3 separate regions of the Zea mays genome follow, and regions 1 and 3 are each linked to region 2. The links are chromatin contacts, called in public Hi-C maps. All regions are on one chromosome and are shown on one strand. The core of a region is the stretch at or near the end of the contact, and the rest is flanking DNA. Distances in the headings are between cores, read along the strand shown.

Region 1 (3,904 bases), core at 588-3,087, 270 kb after region 2:
CATCAAGGTCCCGTCAGCCCCAACAACTGTGCTTCTACAGGGCTCAAGCGCTCCTCCGACGGCCACGACACCACACGAATAGGGCTCCAACACCTCTCTAACAGCCATGTCGGTATGTACATAGGGCTCTGGCTCCCCTCTACTAGACACATTAGCACACTGCTACACCCCCCGTTGTACACCTAGACCCTCTCCTTGCGTCTATAAAAGGAAGGTCCAGGGCCCTCGTACGAGAAGGTGGCCGCGCAGGAGAACGGGTTGACGCATCAGCTCTCTCTCTCTCTCCCTCGTGAACGCTTGTAACCCCCTACTGCAAGCGCATCCGTCCTGGGCACAGGACAACACGAGGCCGCGGTTCCCCTCATCATTTCCCCTTGTGTTCCGTCTCGCGCCGACCCATCTGGGCTAGGACACGCAGCGACAATTTACTCGTCGGTCCAGGGACCCCCCGGGATCAAAACGCCGACAGAAGGCAAGGTGCCAACCTTCGACACGACGACGGGCATTGGCGGCAGCGTCACTTTTAGCACAACGGTGGCTACTACAGCCGGCACAGGGGGCAGCGCGGGGGTGTTCGGCACCACATGGATCTGTGGCACGGCGCCCACCGCGGGAACCGTCGGTATGGCGAGCATCAGTGGAAGGGTGGCCACGGGCACGATCGGCGGCTTTGGCATGACAGTAATGCCTGGGACGACGACAGGAGTGACGGGGGGGTTGAGCAAGATGCAGCACGGCGTGGCATGTAGTGCTGCCGTTGACGATGAGCACGAGCGCTGTGGCGGAGAAGAGAGACAAAGCATCACAAGTTATTGCTAGGGGCTAGGAGAAGTGCTTCCTCAGGAGTGAGGAGCTACAGGCCATCATGCGCTTGTGATGGGTCCTTGGCGAGTATTTTATTGTAGCTCCATTCGAAGCTGAGTGTGTAATGTTTCGCTAGAGCTAGGCTAGTTGAGAACGAGATAGAGATGGTTGGTGGCATTTCGATGCAAAACATGGACGACAGATACATAGTGGATGGCTGTTATTCGATGCATTTGATTCATTACCTCATCGTGCATGACGCAAGACGATATTAGACACCGCTCAACTCATGTATGGCTCATGCATGTTGCATCATGAAATCCTGCATGGTCTCTGTTTGATAATTGTTGAGGCATATTTTCTTCTCTATCAGATTATTGTGCAATAGCCAGAGACATCTTTATGATTCTATATGTCCATGAATTGTGTGTTTAATACGTGTGTCTAAGAGAAAATAAAAGGGCATATATTCAGAGAAAGATGTTATGGTCTTTAAAACCGGCAGTTTGTACCGTGTGTTTATATGGAGTCAATGTCTTGAGTTATAAGTGGTTAACATCGTATATAGACCATGAGGAGCTACCAAGCCCAATATGACAGTAAGCTGTAACATATTGTAACACCGCGTTAGCTGAAAGAGGACGAGCTATAGAGAGCTCTATAAAAACAGGGATTGAGATATTTTTTAACTTATATCTTTATCGGTCTTTTGACTAAAATAAAGTGTAATATTTATTTTTATCAATTTAATATCTGGTCTATAGAGAATATGCTCACTTTGATATTAAATTTATTTATTATTAATATTTTTTAAGAATGGTCTATATGACTGGTTTACTTTGCTTAAATGTATTGCGAATACGACCTCGTTCTTTCCGATCAATACTATGAAATACCATTGTATACAGTCCCATCTCACTGGCATTATAATATTAGGATTTTATTTTAGAGTTTATCGACCGACACGTACGCGCACTCAGAGTAAAATATCTAAGGAGCTGGGGTGCCGTTTTTTGCGGCAAACCCCCGGCACCTGTCCGAATTCCAGCCGCCCACCTCACGCAAGCGGCAAGCCCACGGGCGCTCTCTCTCCCCCTGCGCCTCGTCGCCTCTCCAATCCCTCTCGTCCTCTCGCTTTCTCTCTCCATCTCGTTTCCCCCGCCTGCGCAGCCAGCGCAAACCCTAGCCAACAAGCGCCGTTCTGCGAGGCTCTCGGCAGCGGATAACTTAACCTGTCGCGCAAGGATCGGGGGAGAGAAACCAGCGGCAACTTACGTGGATCGGGGTTGTTTGGTGCTGCTGCGGCGGCGCAGGGATGGACCGGAAGCGCATCAAGGACGCGCTCGAGAAGCACCTGGAGAGGTCGTCGCCGTCTACTTCCAGGGGCGTCGTGTCCAAGGAGAGGGAGCGCCTCGCTGCCGGGAAGCTGCCGTCATCGCTTGGCAAGGCGGAGGTGTCTGATGGTGGTAAGAGCTGGACCTCTCGCAAACTTTAGTTGTTCTTTACATATTTTTATTACCTTCCTCACTGTGTATGATGAACTGCCGCAATGTATGCTTGGTTTGAAAGATGCGACTTTTCTGTCTTTTTTCGTGCATAATATTATGTTGAAATTTTGTGTTCTGTGACTAGATTTCGCGGCTTCCATTTTTATGGCCCCTTCAAATGAGAAACTCTTTACTTGCCTGAAGCGGAAGATGGCGTGTGCTTTCTGTTTATGCTGGTTCTTTTGCAACAAGTGTTGATATAAGCAATATATATACCAAGAAACTGGTAAAAATGAGCAAAGAGCCAAAAACTGAACAGTTTGTGAGCTGTTTGCTCGAATTGGGTTCAGAAGCTGGGGTATCTTTGAAAACCAATAATGAGGAAACAGATGAAATTGTATTGTAACATAGGTAGTTGCCTAGTTGGAAATGACTTGGATTGCTTTATAAGTATGAGATGGATCAAAGGTTACAAAGTATTTATCACACAAAATCAGAACATGAATGCTTTGTGTTTTTGTTCTTGAATACTATCCGAGGTTGCTAATATCTTGATTCAGAATGGGATTGTAACTCCAATAGTAGGATCACAAATCTTAGGATCATAAGTGCTAGAGTCGTAAAATCGTACATTATACTTAATGGAATCGTAGAATCAACCTAATAAACTAACATCAGTTGTAAAATCACACCAAAGGATTGTGATTTTAACAGCTATGATACTATCTCTGGCTGGATTGGTAGACGTTTTGGTCTTTTGGACAACCAAACTGACTTGCAATTAGTTCTACCATGATGTCTGAAGTGTCAACTTCTGACCGGAGGGAGTGATAGTAATATAGTATAGTATCTTATTTGCTGAAGAATGTGATCATTTCTTCTTCTTGGTACCACTCTCCCTTCCAAACTACAAGTTGTTCTGGCTTTTCTATGTACATATCTAGATACTGCACACCTAGATATACATTATGTGTACATAGTCAAAGCTATGTATGATGTATCTAGGAAAACCATACAATTTAGAATGCATGGAGTACGTTTCAGTTGGTGTATGTTTTTTGTGGACAATGTAATGATAGTTGATAAAAGCCAGTCAAGAGTAAATAGGAAATTGGAGTTGTGAGGGGAGACTCTAGAGTCCAAAGGTTTTAGGCTCAGTAGAACTAAAACCTAATATATGAGATGTGACTTCGGCACTACTACACATGAAAGAGATTTTAGTCTGGAAGCTCAAGTAGTGTCTAGGAAGGATACCTTTCAGTATTTAGGATCAATGCTATAGAGAAACGATGATATTGCTGAAGATGTTAGCCATAGAATCAAAGTAGGGTGGATGAGGTGGTGTCTAGCATATGGCATTCTATGTGATAAGAAGGTACCATAGAAGTTAAAAGACAAGTTTTATACAACATCAATTACATCTACTATGTTGTACGATGCAGAATGCTGGCCTACAAAAAAGATAAGTGTTGCGGAAATGCGTATGTTGTGTTCGATTTGTGGCCATACAAGAAGGGATCGAGTACAAAACGATGATATACGTGATAGGTTAGGGGTAACACCAATTAAAGCAAAGCTTGTCAAACTTTGGTTGAGATGGTTTGGACATGTCC
Region 2 (4,302 bases), core at 221-2,720:
GCGCGCTTGCATTGCATTTGCATAGCAGCAACGTGCCAAGGTGTCTGTCTACTATCATGTGCTCTCTCTTGTGGCCAGATTCCTCCTCCTCCTTCTCTTCTTCCTCAGTAATCTTTAACAAGTGTTTTAGCTAGCTAGGTTCCATCTCCATCCATCCACTCTCTCTCTCTCTCTCTCTGTCCGTCCGTTCCTTGCGATGGTGCAGGCAGGCAGCTGCCACATGCGTGCGTGGATCGTGGACGCTATAGCCCGGCGACGTGCTGAGCAGCGTGCATGTTACTGCTGCATGCACGCGCCGTACTGTTGCGCGGCATGGCATGACGGCCAGGGCAAGCCTGTCGTGTCGTCCCGCCGGCGTGAGTGCCAGTGGTGACCGTCCCAACCCAACCAGATGTCTGCTCCACACTGGCATGTCATCATATTCTTTCTTTCTTTTTTTCTCTCTCCCTGACGAACAGCCATACTATCGCTGTTAGTATCTGCCACTCTCTCCTCTCTTCACCCGCTGCCATTTTATCAAAAAATTTAATCCACTGTCTTTTGTCACTGCTGAAGCTGACACCGACACTGTCTCGGGTTGACTAGTAACTGACAGACCAACTTGCATTGGGACCTGCTGTTCCGCACGAAATCCGTCAGGAAAACGTTTTCACCGTCTCTGAACTGAAGCACTTGTATCAGGGACAGAAGTACTAGGAGTGGCCGGAACACTGAACCCGGCGGTGTGCCGCGCACGGAAAAATGTTTGGCAGAAACACCGCACCTAGCTAGCTGGCCGCCGAAACTACTGCGGAGCACCTAATTCTCGCTGAACCGGAGCGCGCGGCATGCATCGTCGAGGTCACTGCCTACCTAACAGTAACAGACTAACAGCTGCGGAAACGACATGGGAACAGACATCGATCAGACTAACAGTAACAGATAACAGATGCGTTCGTCTCCGTTCTCTTCTCTCCTGCAACAGCGACATGCGCCGCCGGGTGATGATTTGTTTTTCAGAGCTAGCTTCGGATGCGCCGGGCCGTCGTGGAGGCCACGATACCTGTCCGTCACTCCATCGTCCCTGCAGGCAAACCTGACACGCGATCCAAGCTTGCTACCATGGATGGATACCTGACGTCCGGATCGACCAGAGGGCCTGCTCTGCCAGGCTTTTTATTACTGCACCCACCGTTACTACCTAGTACTACTAGCGTGGAGTAGTACCTCCGCTCTCTGCTGGCAGCCGACAAATGCTCCATCTGCAGTACGTAAAAAAATAAAAAGAAAAGAAAGTGACTCTCCATCCATGAGACCATGACATGGAGGGACCGAGGGAGGGGAGATGGCTTGGTTGGCAGGCTAATCATGCCAACTTGCAAAGCTCAAATCTTTCTTTTTTACGACGGCCTTTCCTAGCGTTTTCCCTCTCCCACCCTTTATAACCACCACCATCACCTCTCCTCCTTCCTCCGAAGCCCCAAGTAGTTCCCAAGGCAGGCAGCACCACCAACATAAAAGAAGAAGAAGGAGAACTGAAGCGACCAATAAGAATTCTCTCCACTCAGGCCACTCGCTCGGCCCATTCCCCGGACCCCGATCGACCCACCCATCCATCCATCATCCATGACGACGGGGGAGGGGGCAGAGGCGGCGGCCGTGCCGCGGGTGGTCTCCATCCTGTCGGCGCTGCTGCAGCGCGTGGCGGAACGCAACGACGCCGCGGCGGCGGCGCCGCCGCCGGCTGCTGCTGCTGGCCCCCCGGTACTGTCGGCGTTCCAGGGGCTCACCAAGCCGGCCATCTCCATCGGCGGCTACCTGGAGCGCATCTTCCGCTTCGCCGGCTGCAGCCCGTCCTGCTACGTCGTCGCCTACATCTACCTCGACCGCTTCCTGCGCCGCCGCCCCGCGCTCGCCGTCGACTCCTTCAACGTCCACCGCCTCCTCATCACCTCCGTCCTCACCGCCGTCAAGTTCGTCGACGACATGTGCGTGCTATATAGCTGCTCTGCCCTCCCTGCTTCCATCATTCACCTTTTAATAAATGGAAAATTTTACAGGCAAAAAAAAAACACAGTAGATTTTCAAGTCGAATTCCGCTCACCTTTTCACTCTAAAATACGGAAATGGAAAATAAAAACATACAGTATCTCAGCACAACTACGGTTCATCAAGTTGAATTCCGCGCAAGTGCTGGCTTCCGAATTCAAAAAACAAATTGTTCTGAAAACATTTTTTTTCACATGTAATACTAGTAACTACTCCGTTTCTTTTTATTTGTCGCTGGATACAGCGACAAATAAAAAGAAACGGAAGGAGTATATTAAAACGTGATTTAGTACTGGAGGTGCGTAATACATGTGGTGATCCCAAGAACTGTTCAGTACAGGCTGACGTTAAAAATCGACACTAGAAGTTCAGCGTCATGGTAGTCGTATAGATGAGATGGGCTTCGAAAATACATGATTCGGTAACTGGAGTTTTCGTTTGCTTTTGGCGTGATCATCGGCAGCACACTCCCATGCATGACTGTCACACATGGGATTTGGAATTGGAATACACACATGGGCCCCAGATCGGTCTCGGTAACCTTTTCCCTGTCACAGTTTCCAACTGGCATTGCATCAAAGACAAGCCACTGGGTTGGTCACAAGGACAGTTGTGGAACCCGAGGCTGATGACGCGCCCACAGCACACTCACACAGTCACACACAGCCTGCCTGCTGGCTGCTGCCGATCCACCACCACTCTTACCAAAGCACATTCACCTTGTCCTACCCAACCCCCTGTCTGTCTTCATCGCCTTCGAAAAACAAGCTACGTACAGCTGGACGAATGCGTGAACCATCCATTTTTTTTGGTTGTTAAAAAAGAATTCATACTCTCCTTCCTATGTCAGGGTGTGTGGTCTGCTGTTTTGTTTTGTACTATAGCTTCATTCACCTGCTGTGGTGTGGGCGCTGCAGATGCTACAACAACGCCTACTTCGCGCGGGTGGGCGGCATCAGCCTGGTGGAGATGAACTACCTCGAGGTGGACTTCTTGTTCGGCATCGCCTTCGACCTCAACGTCACGCCCGCCGCCTTCGCCTCCTACTGCGCCGTGCTCCAGAGCGAGATGGCCTACCTGGACGACGCGCCCGCGCCCGTCGTCGAGGCGCCCCCAAGGCTGCACTACTGCTACGGCGCCGCCGGCACGTCTGACCGCCACGACGACCCCGCCGCGGTCGCAGCAGCCGCCGCAGCCTGCCACCGTCACAGCAGCCAGCCGCAGCTCACTGTCTGATCGACCGGCCGTGCAAGCGTGCCCGACCGGTGGATGCAGCCGTTTCTTTTCTTTTCTTTTCTTTGTTGTCCTGGCGGGGCGCGCTGGCTGGTGGTGTCGACTCGTCTTCTTCCTTGGTGATGGTCTGTCTTGGTACATATGTGTTGGTCGTTCGTTGCTAGTGAGCTCTCGGGGTACGTAGTTCTGCGGCCTTAGGTGGATTGGATCGTACGTGGGTGGGGTCAGGATTCTTCTTGGGAAATTTTTGTTTTCACCATTGTTCGACGGATCATGCATGCATGGATCAATGAGAAAATGGATGGATCGGCTTGGGATTCTCTGTTCGGCGCGCGATTGTTCTTCCGGCCCGGTGGGTGCCTGTGCTGTGCGTGCGCATGTGAGTCACAGCACACCGCTTGTCGCCTGTCGTCTCTCTTTTCGCGTTCCCTTTTCCAATTTCCATCCCTTGTTAGGGCTTGTTCGTTTTGCTCTCAATCCATGTGGATTGGGTGGGATTGGATGAGTTTCAATCTCAAACAAATCAAAATCTTTCACAATTTTTTCCAATCCCATTTCATCCACATGGGATAGGAATAACCGAACAAGCCCTTAGTTGTTACTCCATCCAGTGGAGATTATTCGCCGCCGCAGCTGGTGCGGGGAGAGCAGGGAGCCAGGGATTGGACGTCGTCGTGGGATGCATGCATGGTGGAGGGCAAACGGGGGATTATTAGTCAGAACATGGCATGTTTCTCGGCTGTCCATCCCCAAAAGGCCAATACTGTGTGTGCGTCGTCCGAACAGGAAACGTCGTGTGCTCAGTTACTTACTTCTCAGTGACCTAAGACCTCTCTGAATGCACAGATCGAGATCCAGATCGAGCGGCTGAAACTACAGAGTGCCGGTGGAAGTTTCAGTCAGAAAATCTCGGTAGACCTGAACCTGATGTAGCGGATCGATCGCGGTGGAAGGATCACTGGAACAAGCGATGGCGTCATGGTTTGTTGCGTGTGACATGAAAGGCAAAAGGAAAGCATCAAGTTTTGCCGTCTCGTTCCT
Region 3 (4,238 bases), core at 807-3,306, 340 kb before region 2:
TTTTTCAAAGTCAGCATAGAAGCGTAGAACAAGTGGCTCTTGCAGTCAAGGATATTGCTAGTAGCTGAGGTCTTGTTGGACTTGACTAGTGATTCTTTGTTTTCTTCTTAAATTCTTTTTAATTATTTTTATTTTTTCTTTCTTTTCTTCTTCCCTATCGTTGCTTAGGTTTTGTACTCTCCCTTTCTTTCTTCTCTAATCTAATATATATCGGAGCGGCAAATCTTTTGCCCCTTCCTTTCAGAAAAAGAAAGGCAGTGAAGAACTATGGGAAGTAGCGAAATTGCACAACCTAATTCTCACCTCAAGTTCTGACATCCTTCAAACATCTTGCTGAATGATTCCCTAAAACATTCCTCTTGGTTTTCAGAATTTCTTTGACGTCAAATTTCCGTTGGGCTCGGTGGATCTAAGGGAGTGGTGTGCAGCCAACACCCGCAGGCCGGATTTACTTGAGATTATACCTGACTCCTTTTTTTTAATCTTGTGGACAAATGTTTGGCCGTCAACCCCAGATGCAGGCTCTCACCAGAATGCTGAGATCAGCTGGTTCTGATGCTGCATGTCCACCGTCACACCAGAACAGAATACATCATTTACAGTAAAACAACCATAGGTCGTTCCACCGTACACACCTATATTAACACCAGTAAGATGATTGTGACCATCTAGCTAATTGCTGACAAGACAGTAGCCTAAGTGCGTTCCCGTCTTGATGTAAGTAAACACTTATGCTTAGGATCTACTAATACGTTGTGTGGTCAGTGTTGTACTATAGTATAGTATACTGATTTGAGTTGGGGCTAATGCACCGTGCACAGCGAGCGTGCGATTTCCGCCTTTTTAGCTGTATTTTCTTTTGGATGGAAGTTAAGTTTTGTTAGTGTACCTAGCTCCGCAATCCGTAGTTTCATGAAGTTTTCACGATTGCACAGCTTTCACCCTATCTCATCTGGCGCATCCGTGTGTGCATGACGGCTTGACGAGGTCAACATGTTCCGACGTTTGATAACACGCAATTTATGATTAACATCCACTTTTCATCGGTCAACGTCATACTCGTATCGTCTACGAGACCATTTCGCAGCGTGTTCCGGAGGGTCGCAACGCCTTGGCAATCCACATCGCTTAATCTTCTCTTATCACTATCCGAACAAAGCCACATGTGCACTCCCCCGGTGAAGCGCAGGCAAATACCACCAGACACCAGTACGGTCTGGACGAGTTCAGCAACGTCAAAGTTTTCAAAACCAAAAAACCTTTCATTCAGTTACCGTATATTTGGAAAAGACTTATCTGCAATTCTAAAGAACTATATATGTTACCTAATTTCGTTTGCGGAAATTCTCAGTTCGTTTTTATGGAACCTGAACGTTAGCTGTTCTATTTATGCAGATTATTCTGTTAGATTTTATGCATGTTTGGTTGGCTTTTAAAATTTGCCAACCAAAGATAAATGTGGGAGAGTGACAAATTCTTACACACAAACCAAATAGGGACCAAAAGCTTGGCTTGCCCATGCAACTAAAAATTAGGATATCAACCAATCAAAATCATAACTATCACGTACTCCCTCCGTATCAGATTATAAGTTATTTTAACTTTTTTAAGAAGTCAGTTATCTTAAGGTTTCACCAAATACATAACAAAATATTAACATTTAGCATATCAACTAAGTATCGTTAGATTTTTTTATTGACTATATTTTTAAGTACATCTATTCGATGTTATAAATATTTATGATTATTTTATAATTTTGATGAAATTTGAGATATTTTCCATTAGAAGGTTAATTTAGAACGAAGTGAATACAGAGCAGGCCGGACACGTAAAGCCAACAGCTCTTGCTAGGTCCCTCTTGCACTGAACAAGCAATGGAGACCATGCAATTCAGGGTGAGGCTTCCTATCACTCACTGTATCGCAGATTCACAAGAACGCTGAAGGAGCAGGGGTGGAGTGGACGTGGAAACACCCAACTACCAACCAACCAACCAACCAAGCTTCGAGCCGTCGAGTCGAAGCATCTGGGCCACGCCGCCACAAAAGGAAACGAGAAGACAAGGCCTCCGCGGCTCCGCCCCCGATGCCTCCGCTCCTCACCTCACCCGCCTCCCTCCCCTCCGCCTCCCCTCTCCTCGTCTCCTGTATCGGCGCTCTCCACCGCCCCGGCCCCTTCCTCCACCAGCGCGCCGCCGCCTCGGTCCACTTCCTCGCGCCGCACAGGAAGACCCGACCGCCCCCCGCGATGAGCTGGCTTGGGAAGCTGGGCCTGAGCGGGCTTGGAGGCAGCCCGCGCGCGTCGGAGGCGTCGGCAGCGCTGGCGCAGGGGCCCGACGAGGACCAGCCCGCGCCGGGGAACGAGTTCGCGCAATTCGGCGCCGGCTGCTTCTGGGGCGTGGAGCTCGCGTTCCAGCGCGTGCCGGGAGTCACCCGCACGGAGGTCGGCTACAGCCAGGGCAACATCCACGATCCGACCTACGAGGACGTCTGCACCGGCACCACAAACCACAACGAGGTCGTCCGCGTGCAGTACGACCCGGCCGCCTGCAAGTACGACGACCTCCTCGACACCTTCTGGGCGCGCCACGACCCCACTACTCCCAACCGACAGGTCAGCGATACCCCGACGCTTGATTTTGAGAGAAAATTTTGGGGGTTTTGATGCGAATTTGAGAACAATTTTACGGGGATTCCGAATTAGCCTGCTCTTTCGTTAGGTTCGGCTGTTCGATGGGAGCAGCCCGCAGTAGGGCAAATAGACTCAGTTGCGAACTGACTGCAGGACAAATCTAATAAACTCTGTTGCGAACTGACGAGTGCGAAAAAAAAAACATCTGCGTCGCCTGAGAGATTCGAACTCTCGCGGGGAAACCCCATGTACTTAGCAGGCACACGCCTTAACCACTCGGCCAAAGCGACGTTTCTGATAGATATTGTTGCTTTGCCACTGAACTCTCTTTTTGTTAATGAAGAACAAGAACAAAGGTAGTTCCTGTTCCATAAGTTGAGTACTTCATGTTCTTATGCAGGGTATTGACGGAAAATGCCAAGTAATTCTAATCCTGATCGTACAGTGAGGACTGATGTAGGCTTGTAGCACTACAAGTATAGAACTAAGATTGCCATCGTTGTTGATTGCTGTGGATGTGTAATATGATATCCAGGTTATGACTTGTGAGCACTGTTTCCTGTAGGAGGTACTGCCATTGGACAACCTTCTATGGCTCTCTTGAGTCCAGATCTGTTATATGTAGTTGAATGCAAATCTGCAGCGACACTTAGAATTTGAGAAAATAGTGTTCCATACTAGTTCTAGGAGAGCTATAAGCCTTCAACTTCAGCTTTCACTTCTAGCCCTTGTGTTAAGCTAATAGTAGTGTGGTGCGTGATTAAAAAACTCGATCTGCGGGGGGTTAAGACCGCCCCCATGGCATTACAATTAAGACGAGGGGATTTTTTCATCCTTAGCCTGAAATCATTACAATTAAGGCGAGGGGATTTTTCTCGACCGTAGCCTAAAATTCGCTCCCACGGAGAGTCGGATTTAGGACCTGAGTGTTACTCAAACTACATAACCAACTAAGCCAGAGACCCTTTCGCGTGTGGTGCATGATTGACCTTGAGATTGGCTGCAGTTTCTATTTCTTATCTATCTTTCTAGGGTGTCAGCAACCTATATACTGAATCAATGTGTTTCTAACAGTAATACTGCATTCAACCAGGAGTGGATGCAATATATAGGTATTGATGTCAAGTGACATCAATGATCTCTTAAAGCATTAAACGAACATCTAGAAAAAACAAAAAAATGACATTTATAAATAAGTAATGACGTACATATTATATTAGCAGTGATATAATAGCATTTTTTTTCTAGATCCGCCCCTGCATCCAATTTCTGTGCTAGATAACCTTTTCTTAAGTGTTAATCTGAATGTCTGAGCGTTTGGATCTAGCATTTGAATTTGTCTCTGGATAATCAGCTTAAGCCAATCAATTCTTTCGAGCATGTCTGACAGGAATAAGTTTCTGACTACATACTTGCATGTAGGGCAATGATGTTGGAACACAGTATAGGTCAGGGATATACTACTATAACCCAGAGCAGGAGAAGGCGGCAAGAGAGTCCCTGGAGAAGCAGCAGAAGCTTCTGAACCGGAAGATCGTCACCGAGATCGTTCCAGCGAAGAGGTTCTATAGAGCAGAAGAGTACCATCAGCAGTACCTGGAGAAGGG

Evidence for each region. A called contact is a pair of places that touch in the nucleus more often than the background predicts.
Region 1: a contact with region 2 is called in a Hi-C map of leaf, with 7 times the contacts expected there. The contact joins the promoter of LOC542628 here to the promoter of LOC100502430 in region 2. A contact is called at or near these places in 2 of 25 Hi-C or Micro-C datasets (ear and leaf).
Region 3: a contact with region 2 is called in a Hi-C map of ear, with 2.9 times the contacts expected there. The contact joins the promoter of LOC100285733 here to the promoter of LOC100502430 in region 2. A contact is called at or near these places in 2 of 25 Hi-C or Micro-C datasets (ear and endosperm).

What each region holds. Positions count from the first base shown.
Region 1 is chr1:96,434,518-96,438,421 of Zm-B73-REFERENCE-NAM-5.0, forward strand. It overlaps LOC542628, which reads left to right and starts at 1,838. Exons shown (of 5, transcript NM_001112154.2): 1 at 1,838-2,270. The coding sequence starts at 2,120.
Region 2 is chr1:96,167,120-96,171,421 of Zm-B73-REFERENCE-NAM-5.0, forward strand. It overlaps LOC100502430, which reads left to right and starts at 1,471. Exons shown (of 2, transcript NM_001357792.1): 1 at 1,471-1,967; 2 at 2,946-3,400. The coding sequence starts at 1,606. The coding sequence ends at 3,264.
Region 3 is chr1:95,823,604-95,827,841 of Zm-B73-REFERENCE-NAM-5.0, forward strand. LOC100285733 reads left to right here and starts at 2,057. Exons shown (of 2, transcript NM_001158624.2): 1 at 2,057-2,613; 2 at 4,054-4,238. The coding sequence starts at 2,086. It overlaps TRNAS-GCU (transfer RNA serine (anticodon GCU)), which reads right to left and starts at 2,921; the gene lies at 2,840-2,921.